2 separate regions of the Anas platyrhynchos genome follow, and region 2 is linked to region 1. The links are chromatin contacts, called in public Hi-C maps. All regions are on one chromosome and are shown on one strand. Each heading gives the region's core, a stretch centred on a gene start, on an enhancer-like site or on the middle of the called end of the contact. The rest is flanking DNA. Distances are from core to core; before and after follow the strand shown.

The links. Hi-C and Micro-C count contacts between places; a contact is called where the count stands out from the background.
Region 2: a contact with region 1 is called in a Hi-C map of subcutaneous adipose tissue, with 2.5 times the contacts expected there. The contact joins the promoter of ST8SIA1 here to the enhancer-like site in region 1. A contact is called at or near these places in 4 of 8 Hi-C or Micro-C datasets (liver, skeletal muscle and subcutaneous adipose tissue).

Annotation. Positions count from the first base shown.
Region 1 is chr1:76,220,739-76,225,407 of IASCAAS_PekinDuck_T2T, forward strand. The region is part of intron 1 of LOC101801341 (sulfotransferase 6B1); the gene reads right to left. Among named protein-coding and RNA genes, the nearest start is that of CMAS, 110 kb to the left of the region's middle. Within about 2 kb of position 1,958, at least 3 of the 8 cell types and tissues checked have an H3K27ac peak or open chromatin away from gene starts, as enhancers often do.
Region 2 is chr1:76,382,101-76,386,769 of IASCAAS_PekinDuck_T2T, forward strand. It overlaps ST8SIA1 (ST8 alpha-N-acetyl-neuraminide alpha-2,8-sialyltransferase 1), which reads right to left and starts at 2,571. Exons shown (of 5, transcript XM_027449991.3): 1 at 1,901-2,571. The coding sequence starts at 2,148.

The DNA.
Region 1 (4,669 bases), core at 708-3,207:
ACACACCCATTAAAGTTGATGTGACATTTGAGATCTATAAGAATATTAGACTCTCAGTATATGAAATGATTTAATAAGCCCTATGAAGAAGGAAGTAAAAACTTCTTCATGAATTGATGTAATTAAAATATAACCTTCTGTTAGGATAAAATCCAGACAATGATGGTTCATACTTTATTAAATCTGCATTTAGTACTGGGACAAATGATTTAGGAATACTACAAGCTGCTTTGCTGCCCACATTTCAAGAAAGCTTTTGAAAAAGTAAAAGGCTGAGAAAAAGCTATCTTGAGTTGTTAAAGGACTACAATACATACTGCAGATGCTGTTGAGGAGCTCAAATTTAAATTTAATCAGGCAGTAGGAGAATACCGATCATAGGTCTGCATATATTTATGTAGAGGCAAATAAGTACAAATATAGCTTTCTTCAACCTTACAGGCAGGCAGAGATCCTGATTTCTTCAACCTAGCAGGTGGCAGAAGATCCAATGATCATGAAATCCATGAAGTCAGATAACTTCAGAGTTAAAATGAGGTGCACAACATTATCAGTGAAATTATTTCATCACCACATATATTTCCAAGAATTATTGTTACTCTCATTGACAGACCATCTTTAAAAATACAAATATATATATATATAATAACAATAAAAATAAAAACCATCATACTAAGGTAGGGTTTATGGTTCCTTCAACCCGTCAGCTAGGACTGAGATCATAACATGATAATATAAGATATCATGTAATACCTACTGTGATGCCTTCCAAAGGTTCCGTGGCTAAAACTGGTATTGCCTCAAATAATTGCTATACCTTAATTAAGCCGTTCTTTCCTTCAGGTTTCTTTCTGAAGGGAAAAGTTACCCATTATAGTATTGGAAATAGTAAACTCACAGGTTTCCTGTTGGTTTCCTAACCGTTTTTTTATTGGTTGGTTGGTTGTTTTTTTTGAGCACTGTAAAAGACTAAAATTGGCACCAGGGATACAACACTGGGAACAGGATACTGCCTGAGCAGTGCCTCTCAACTGTGTATCATTTCTCCATTGTACAACCAGGACAAGGCTGGGGAGCATCATGTTCTAAGCTCCCAGGGGATGATCTCCACATGATGAAGGCCATTACAGACCAATTTTAAACAAAGCATCGCAATAGGACAGCAGGATCTTTCAGTGCTCATTGCCAATTTCCCTGGCAGAGATCTCAGATGTTCCTAGTGCCTTATGCAGAAGTCCTGGACAGGCAGGGATCCAACCCAACACAGGCTGTTGAGAACACTCAAGAGGTTCGGACCCCTGAAGATGTTTAAAAAAAAAAAAAAAAAAGAGTGCTTAAATTCAGCTTTTTGGTAGGCAGCAAATCAGGAATTCAAGTAGGGTGTAAACCGTGGCACTGAGAGAATAAGAGCACTGATCTATTCTGTAATGTCTGCTACAAAGAGACTGGCCAGAGAGAAAATTATAGTTGACCTTTTTCCTCTACCAAAGCTGATGTGTCACCAGCAGAGCCAGCAGAGCTAGAATTGCTGCTCACAATACTTGCACACAGCCTCTACCTCTGATGACACTACTATCTGCTCTCGTATGACCACAGTTTCTGAGACAAGAAGTATGAAGACTATTTCTGTGGCTCTGGAGGAAATACTTGGTGAGGCTTTCCTGCAACTAATCTACAGAGTAGCACAGGAAAGCAGAAGAGCACACTCCATAAACAGGTATTTGGTTTGCTTTCAGTTGCTGAGTTTATGTGTTTCACGCTAATGAATGTGGCATGTAAACTGAGACTATATTTTTATTTCAGCTGTGACCTTGGTTTTCACTGTGGCTCAGACAAACCCGACACATTATCTTCCTTCTCTGGATAATTTTCTCATTAGTAACACATAAGTAACATCCATCCTAATAAGGTTGTGGGATTTAGTCAGGAGATTTGTCTTCTCTTTCAGAAAAGCTCTCAGTGAGGGTTAAGGTGCAGGGGAGGGTGAGGAATGATCATGACATCAGCTCCTTCCTGATGTAGGTGAGCAGTCAACAGGGGTCATGCCTAAGATGTACATGGCCACCACGTTTCCGGTGTGCACAAGGGCTGCTTGTGGTCCTCCTGATACAGTTCTTTTCCACAGAGGCCTCCCCTCCCTCAAAGGGCCGTGTGGGCCTGCCGCATTCTTGCTCTTTGATCAAGTCAGATACTGTCAGCTCTCAGGTCAGCACTTTTGGTACTTTCCTGTTTGCAGGCACGAAAGGAAAACAATACAGATGATGTGTCAAGTGAACACAGTGGCACAGTCCAACTGTTTTCACACACACAGGAGGTGACCTCTAAAAGCAATTGGTTCAATACATTAAAACTAGTCAACCCTTTTCCAGACCTCTTAGAATATTTATTTCTCCCTTATAGGGAAAGTAAGGTACCCAAGTTCTTGACTTGTCAGTCGATTCTCAAAAATGTGTTAGATTGATACGCTGGTTGATTTATTGTTCTGGAACAGAGCATCTAGAAGATCACTATTTTAATAAATACCACTCCTAAGTTATTCTATCACTGAAGTTATAAAAAGTAAAAATTTCTGCAAGCTTTCCTAGTCAATGTACAATACCACATTTTGTCCAGAGGGTTCTGCTTGTTAGATTTCTCTTACTGGTTTAATCTGTTTTTCAGTATTAGCTGAAAATACATACAGGTAGGATTTACAGTCTTGACTTTTATCACTTGAGGATTTAGAATCCTCAGAGGGGACAAATCCTGGTCTGCCTCTTCTGCTATTTACAGCTGCAGAAAGAAACCCAAGAGCTATAAAATTACCTGCTGACACTCCAATTTCTTCACAGATTTCTAAGTCAGAAAATTTAATGCTTTGCCAAATCAAAAATTACCTCTGTCCAAGGGGTGCAGAAAGAGGCAGGGATGTTGGGGTTGGCTGGCCCTGCTTGAGTGTGGAGGGATCTGCTAATTTAGCCATGCAGAAACATGCAAGGCAGAGACTTTCAACATCAGTGACAGGAGAGGGGAAGATCCCACCTCCCTGCAGATCACAATCTAAGGCTTGAAAATGCCATCTGGAATGGCTACAGGAATTATTTCATTGTGCACTGCTGCACGATGGAGGTAAAAAGGGACCCCAGATAGCCCAGCAAAACATTGCCAGTAGGGGTAGGCTACATGTGCTGGTGAATGCCTCAGTGTCAACACCTGTATTGTGGGATGAAAGTCAGGGAATTATCACATCTTATTTCAGACCTCCTCCCAAACAACACATAATGAACCAAAAGAGACTCAAAGAGTAAGAATACCTGTGCAGGGGAATGTCTTGGTATACAGGATTGTCAGCTTGTTCTAGAAAGGAAATCAACAAAAACTCCTCTCTCTTTTAAGTAGGTCTTGAGACATTAAAAGAAAAAGAGAGAGAAATGAGAGACAAAAACAAATCAAATAAGTGAACAGCAGGACTCCAGGGAGTTGCAAAAGCATATTCTATTAAAAGATATATCTCGGCTGCAGAGCAAGGCATGTGAAGCTATGGCACCCAGCCTGCAGTATGTATCACTGTTTGTTATATAGTAAGAACCAGGTGCTTCTCTCATCCTCCTAGTAATGTCTGGAAAATAATAATGACTTTTCATTCTAAATTGTTCCAAAGCACTTGGCAGCCCCTGAAATACAGCACAGATGGGGTACACAAGGGCCACCAGCTCTTCCCGAAGCAGCACCTTCTCCTGTGGAGGCACTGGCACTGGGACATATAAAAGTATGTTTCCCTGAGTAGGGCATGCTATCCAAGTAAAGACAACTCCTCTTTCCCAGGATCATATGCTTACCACACACGTGCATCATAAGGATGGCATTGAACTCACATTCACAGGAACCTCACCAAGCAGCCCGGCGATCCTTAATTTCCACTGTCTTCAAGAGGCTGTTCAATGTCCCCTCCCACATTTTCAACTCTGTCTTTTAGAGGGGAGAGTAGAATAAGTGCTGCAGAAAGGCACCTCTGTGTGGGTGCTCTTGCACAGCTCCCATGAGAGAGCTGTGTACTGAGATACAGTGTCAGTCTAAACACAATAACCTCACAATAGCCTTCAGTAACCTACAGGCAGTTTGGGCCTGTGATTAACTTTGATTTCATGATAATGTAATGAATATACAGAAAAATAACTCTTTTGCTACTATTTTCCCCACTTCTACCAGGCTAACATGAGCAAGAACAAAAGAACAAAGGCTTAATTGTCCTTTGAAAGGAAGAAAAATCCCTGTCAGTCGCATGGCTGTATTTAAGTATATGATGAGAGCAGTGAAGGGCTGCTCCAGTTCACCTCTTTCTGCTCCTGCTCCAGTTCCATGTAAGGTGCTTTTCACTGGCAGAGGATGCTGATGTGGACAGGTGCTCCCCAGAAAGCAGTTTTCTCCCTAGAGATCTTCACTGTTCTGCCTATGCTCCAGTGAGGGTATTGTCAGCTGCCACATGACAGGAGCCAGCTTTGAAAAATGCCCAGGCAGTTTCAACATCTGTGCTCCAAACAGACAAAATAAAATAAAATAAAATAAAATAAAATATCTGTCTGAGCACAACTGCTGAGTTTGGATTTGGACTAGCAAAACTCGTCCTGTCTGCAACATCGGGTGGCAGTATTTCCTTGGGAGCTCCACGGCCAGGAAAGCAGCTGCAGGG
Region 2 (4,669 bases), core at 1,321-3,820, 160 kb after region 1:
AACAATAGGAGCCAAGTGAGTTTATAGGAAGAGAGATGCAGAGGTGTCAGATGTTTTCACTACGTAGCAAGAACCTGGCTATTTGAACACCTATCCAGTACCATGTTATAGAATATACTATTATACAAAGAAATACATGCAAGCGTTGTATAATACAAATCAGTAATGGGAAATCTTCTACTTCCTCATACGGATTTTTAGCAGAAGTACAGATTTGTTCTTCAGAACTGTGCACAGCCAAAATTGTTTCACAACCTCCTGCGTGCAGGAGTGGTAGGGAGAATAGTAATCCATGTCCTTCTTAAATAAGGATACTACCTTGTGAAAACCCACCCAATATTAGGCTACTATGGAAGGCAGTATTACTTCAAAGCCCACACACAGGTTGTCTACAAAGCTCTATACCTGCTGACTAGTTAAAACAGAGACCTGCATTCATAGAGGTTCCAGTACAAACTGAAACCTGGAGCTTTTACAATGCTCTTCCATAAAAAGAAAAGAATGATAGCAAAGAATGTCATTGTTTCTGTTAATTGTATTACAATATAGAGAAGTTTACCTGATGAGGGCTTCAATTTCCTAGCTTTCTACCCATGTTAAGAGCAGCAAATCTATGCAGCAAGAATACAGAGTTCTACATCACTATTGTTTGACTATTTTGGTATATTCACTACATATCTCCAGTGAAAATTTCACTTAAAAAAGTGTTAATTCCTAAAGCAGATTGATTTAAAGTTCATTGTATTTAGCACTGTGCCAACTGAGCAAGACACAGATGAGAAACCACAGCTCACTTTATTGAAAGATATTCTCTTCCATAAGCATCCTTGAGATAACCACTATACCTAGACAGTGGAAAAAACATCTGGGCAGGTGGAATAGTTGAGAAGCCACACAGTTTTTGTTTGTAAACCATGTGGCTGAAATAGACTAAAAAATATTTTTTAAACTGAAGTTGCAGCAGCTTTGTCAACCTTCAAAGCAACATTTGGCTTACAAACATGAAAAACAATGCATCGAGCTCTCCCTTGTATCACCTATCAGAGTAATTTTTTTTTTAAATGATTAATCTACCTAAAAATGTAAATCTGCGGCACAAAAGAATTAAGATAAATTAATAACTGAGACCAACCCAGTGTCTTCCAGTTTTCTACCCTGTGCTCTAGAACAAGGATTCTACATCAGAACCTTTTTGCTAGCTCTGTATCTAAGGGAGGACTTCTTTCAGGCCTAGCTTCTATTAACACAAACCAATTTAACATCTCTCATTGCTTTTATTTTCTGCAAGCTCCAGGTGCTGAAGGGTGTGCTTTTGAAGAGCTGCAAAGTTTCTGCTATCCCAGCGGACAAGATACTAAGCAATCACACGCCGGCTCCAGTTCACAGCAAACAAGTTGAGCTGCATTCGCAAAACAACGAAGAACACCAAGTAGCGCCGTGCACCAGAACAGAAGCCCCTAGGAACTGGGATCTGATTCACTCCGGCATTTACAAAAGCAAGGGAGCCTTTTTGCAGGTAGTCTGGCTACCACTAACCCCGACCTTTCGCCTGCAGCTCAAAGGACAGGGAGAAAACCCAGCTTCCCACCTGGCGGGGAGGGGAAGGGAAACCCCCGGGCTGTCTGCATTTCACCCAGCCGCTCGAGCGGGTTTTGGGGGAAGGCAAATCTCCTCCGCGCCCCCTTTCAGGCCGGGGGCGCCCGGGAAGCCCTCCCTGCCGCAGGGGCACCCGGCTGCAGCCCGGCCCTTCGGCCGCTCGGCCCGGGGCGAGCCCCCCACGAAAGTTTGGCGGGGCAGGAGGGGTCGGGGCCGGGCAGGGGGCGGCAGGAGCGGAGGGACGGCGCCAAGTTTGGGGCGGCGAGGGGCTGCCCGTCCCCGGCCGCCCTTGAGCCGGCGGTACCTGAAGCCGGCGACTGCAGTGTGGTTCCTCCTCCACGCCTTGCCCTGCTGCAGCAGCACCCCCTGCACGATCTCCTTCTCGTCGGGCAGCCGGTAGACGGGGAAGACGTAGAGCCAGCAGAGGACGAAGACGCCCAGGGCGCTGGCCCCCACGGGCAGGCGGGTGCGCGGCCACTTCCACGCCAGCCCCGCCATCCTCCTCCTCCTCCTCCCGCAGCGCCGCCGCGGCGCCGGGCTGCGCTCCTGCATCAGGCCCTCGCCGTGCGGGGGCCGCCCAGCCCCGCCGCCCTACGCCCGGCGGGCCGGCCGGCGCCCGCTGCCCGCGGCCATGGCATCCCGGCCGGGCTCCTCCCGGGGGCTGCGCCGCGGCTGCCTCCTCTCCCGGCGGTGGCTGCTGCCGCCCCTCCTCACGGGCATTTGGTCCCCCGCTCTGCCCGCCAGGCGAGGCGAGGCGAGGCGATGCTCCCCTCCCTCCGCCTCCCGCCCGCTCTCTTTACCGCGGGCCGCCCCGGTAAATTTCCACCCCGGACCCTTCCCTCGCTCGGCCCCGCGCCGGGGCTTCCTTCCGCTCGCACCGGGGCCGAGGCAGCTCCCGGCCCCTGCGCGGGGCTGAGGAGCCGCCGCCGAGCCCCCCGCAGCCCGGCCTCCTCCCCCGGGAGCCGCCGCACCGCCCGGCAGCCGCGCTCCGCCGGGGGCCGGCCCCGCAGCGCGCCCTGGCGGCCATCTGCTGCCCGCGGGGCCTGCCCGCCACACGGCCGGGAGCCGGCTGCCGCGGAGCAGCCCCCGGCTCGGGGCGGCGGCTGGGAGGGAAGAGGTGGCCCCCGAGGCTGAGCCGGCGGTGCTGGGGGCGCTGGGTGACAGAGCCCGCCGGGAGCGGCCCGTGTGAGAGGGGAGCGGGCGCCGGCTGGCAGCGCCGTCATGTCCGCGTGTAGCCACGGCGCTGTAACTCGGGAGATGCAGGGATGCGGGGGGACATTCACAGCCTCTCTTGTCCGAGACCTGTCACTGCGGTATAGATGTTGTTTGCACTAACGCCTTACACAGCACAGCTGTCTAGAGCAAGTGGGAAAAGAAATAGAGCACTGTGTCCCTGGCCAACACCTGGCAAATCCCTTCCGAGCAGGACAGGTGTTTGCATCCTCCCTAAGTAAACTTGCTTTTTTGGTGAGGAAGCTCTTTGTCGACGGTAGCATAAAACTGTCCGATCAACTCTACTAAAACCAAACAGAACTAATCGATCCATCCCTGGGGATGTTCAAGGAAAGGTTGGACCTGGCACCTGGCGCTTAGGGGTTTAGTGGTTGATATTGGTAGTGGATATTGGTTGGACTGGGTGATCTTGGAGTCTTCTCCAACCTTTATGATTCTGTGATCTTTAGGGAGACTTATTCAAAATGTAGTTAGCTAGACTTATCAAAAGTAAAAATTATTAAAAACATGCAAAACTGTGTGCATTTTTGTGTAAATGTGCAAAACCATGCACTCCGGATTAAATTCTGCCTCATTGCTCACCTTTAGTCAAAAAGAGGGACAAGCCTGAGTCTTGATGTCACTTAGGAAACCAAAAGTGGAAAAAGGAACAAAGAGAAAGTAGAAATGGCTTATTATTTCACTGTCCAAACTGGATGCAATGAAGTAAGTAGAAATTAAATAGATGCAGTTATTTGCTAATTTCTTCGTTAACGCAGTCCCTCCTTAAGTAGAGTAGGGAGGGATCATTTCCTTAATAAAGGATTATTACTTACACAATTATCACTTACACAATTAGATGCAGGATTGGGGGATATTTTTTATGTGTGAACCTATAAGGTATTCCTAAGCCTTTCGCCTTATTTTTCCTTTCTTTTTTTTTTTTTTTTTTTCTTTTTCCTTATTATCTTTCAGCCTCAAGCCCCCAGGCTGTTCACTGAATTTATAACAGTCCACAGTCTGTCTAGTGCAATGGCTGTTAACTCCTTCATCGTTTCCTGCCTACAGCACACAAGGAGCCAGATGTACCAAGACAGAGATGAGGCAGAGCCTGTTATGTTGTTGCTGACATGGCACAAAGAACTGAAAATGTCTGGCCTCATTCTGTTATTATACAGGTAGAAATTTCTTCTTTCCTTACCTTCTTTCAGTAAGCCCTGAAGAGAAGTGTACTGATGCTTTACATTGTGGGTAATGATTTCAGGTGGAGAATAAACTGCTAAACATTAATCTTGCTTTCAAGCAAACAGTCTTAACCACCTCAATGGCAGTTTGCAATCATTGTGAAGATGTAGTAATTGACAATCCATGCCTTTAAATCAAAGCCAAAAGATGGAACTATCCTCTCTGCTGTACTCCACATTAGTGAGAATTTCAATAGTGAGATTTGTTCTCATCTTCATTCTTTGGGTCCCAGGTAAGATCTACAAGCACAAAGGCTAATTATTCTGGATGAAGTTCATAAGCGGGCCTAATACAGGAAAAGACAAATATATAGCGAGAGAGATAGATGCCTTCAGAAAGAAACATAGAGAAAAAGCAATGGGTGAGACCAGTGAATAACGAGCATTTTGAACATTAAGAAGAAATAGTGTTACTATCCACAGATCAGAAGGAAAACAGTGTTATGATTTTCCTGGGTTCACTGTAAAATCCATCAGCAGACCTCTCTTCTAGTTTTCTATTGCCTGTTTATTTGCCACAACAATGCAAACCGTACAGCCATGCAGACTCATTCACAACATCCCTAAGCTAGCTGTACTCATCTGATGGCTTTGCATTTTCTTTTCTGCCCCTGCGG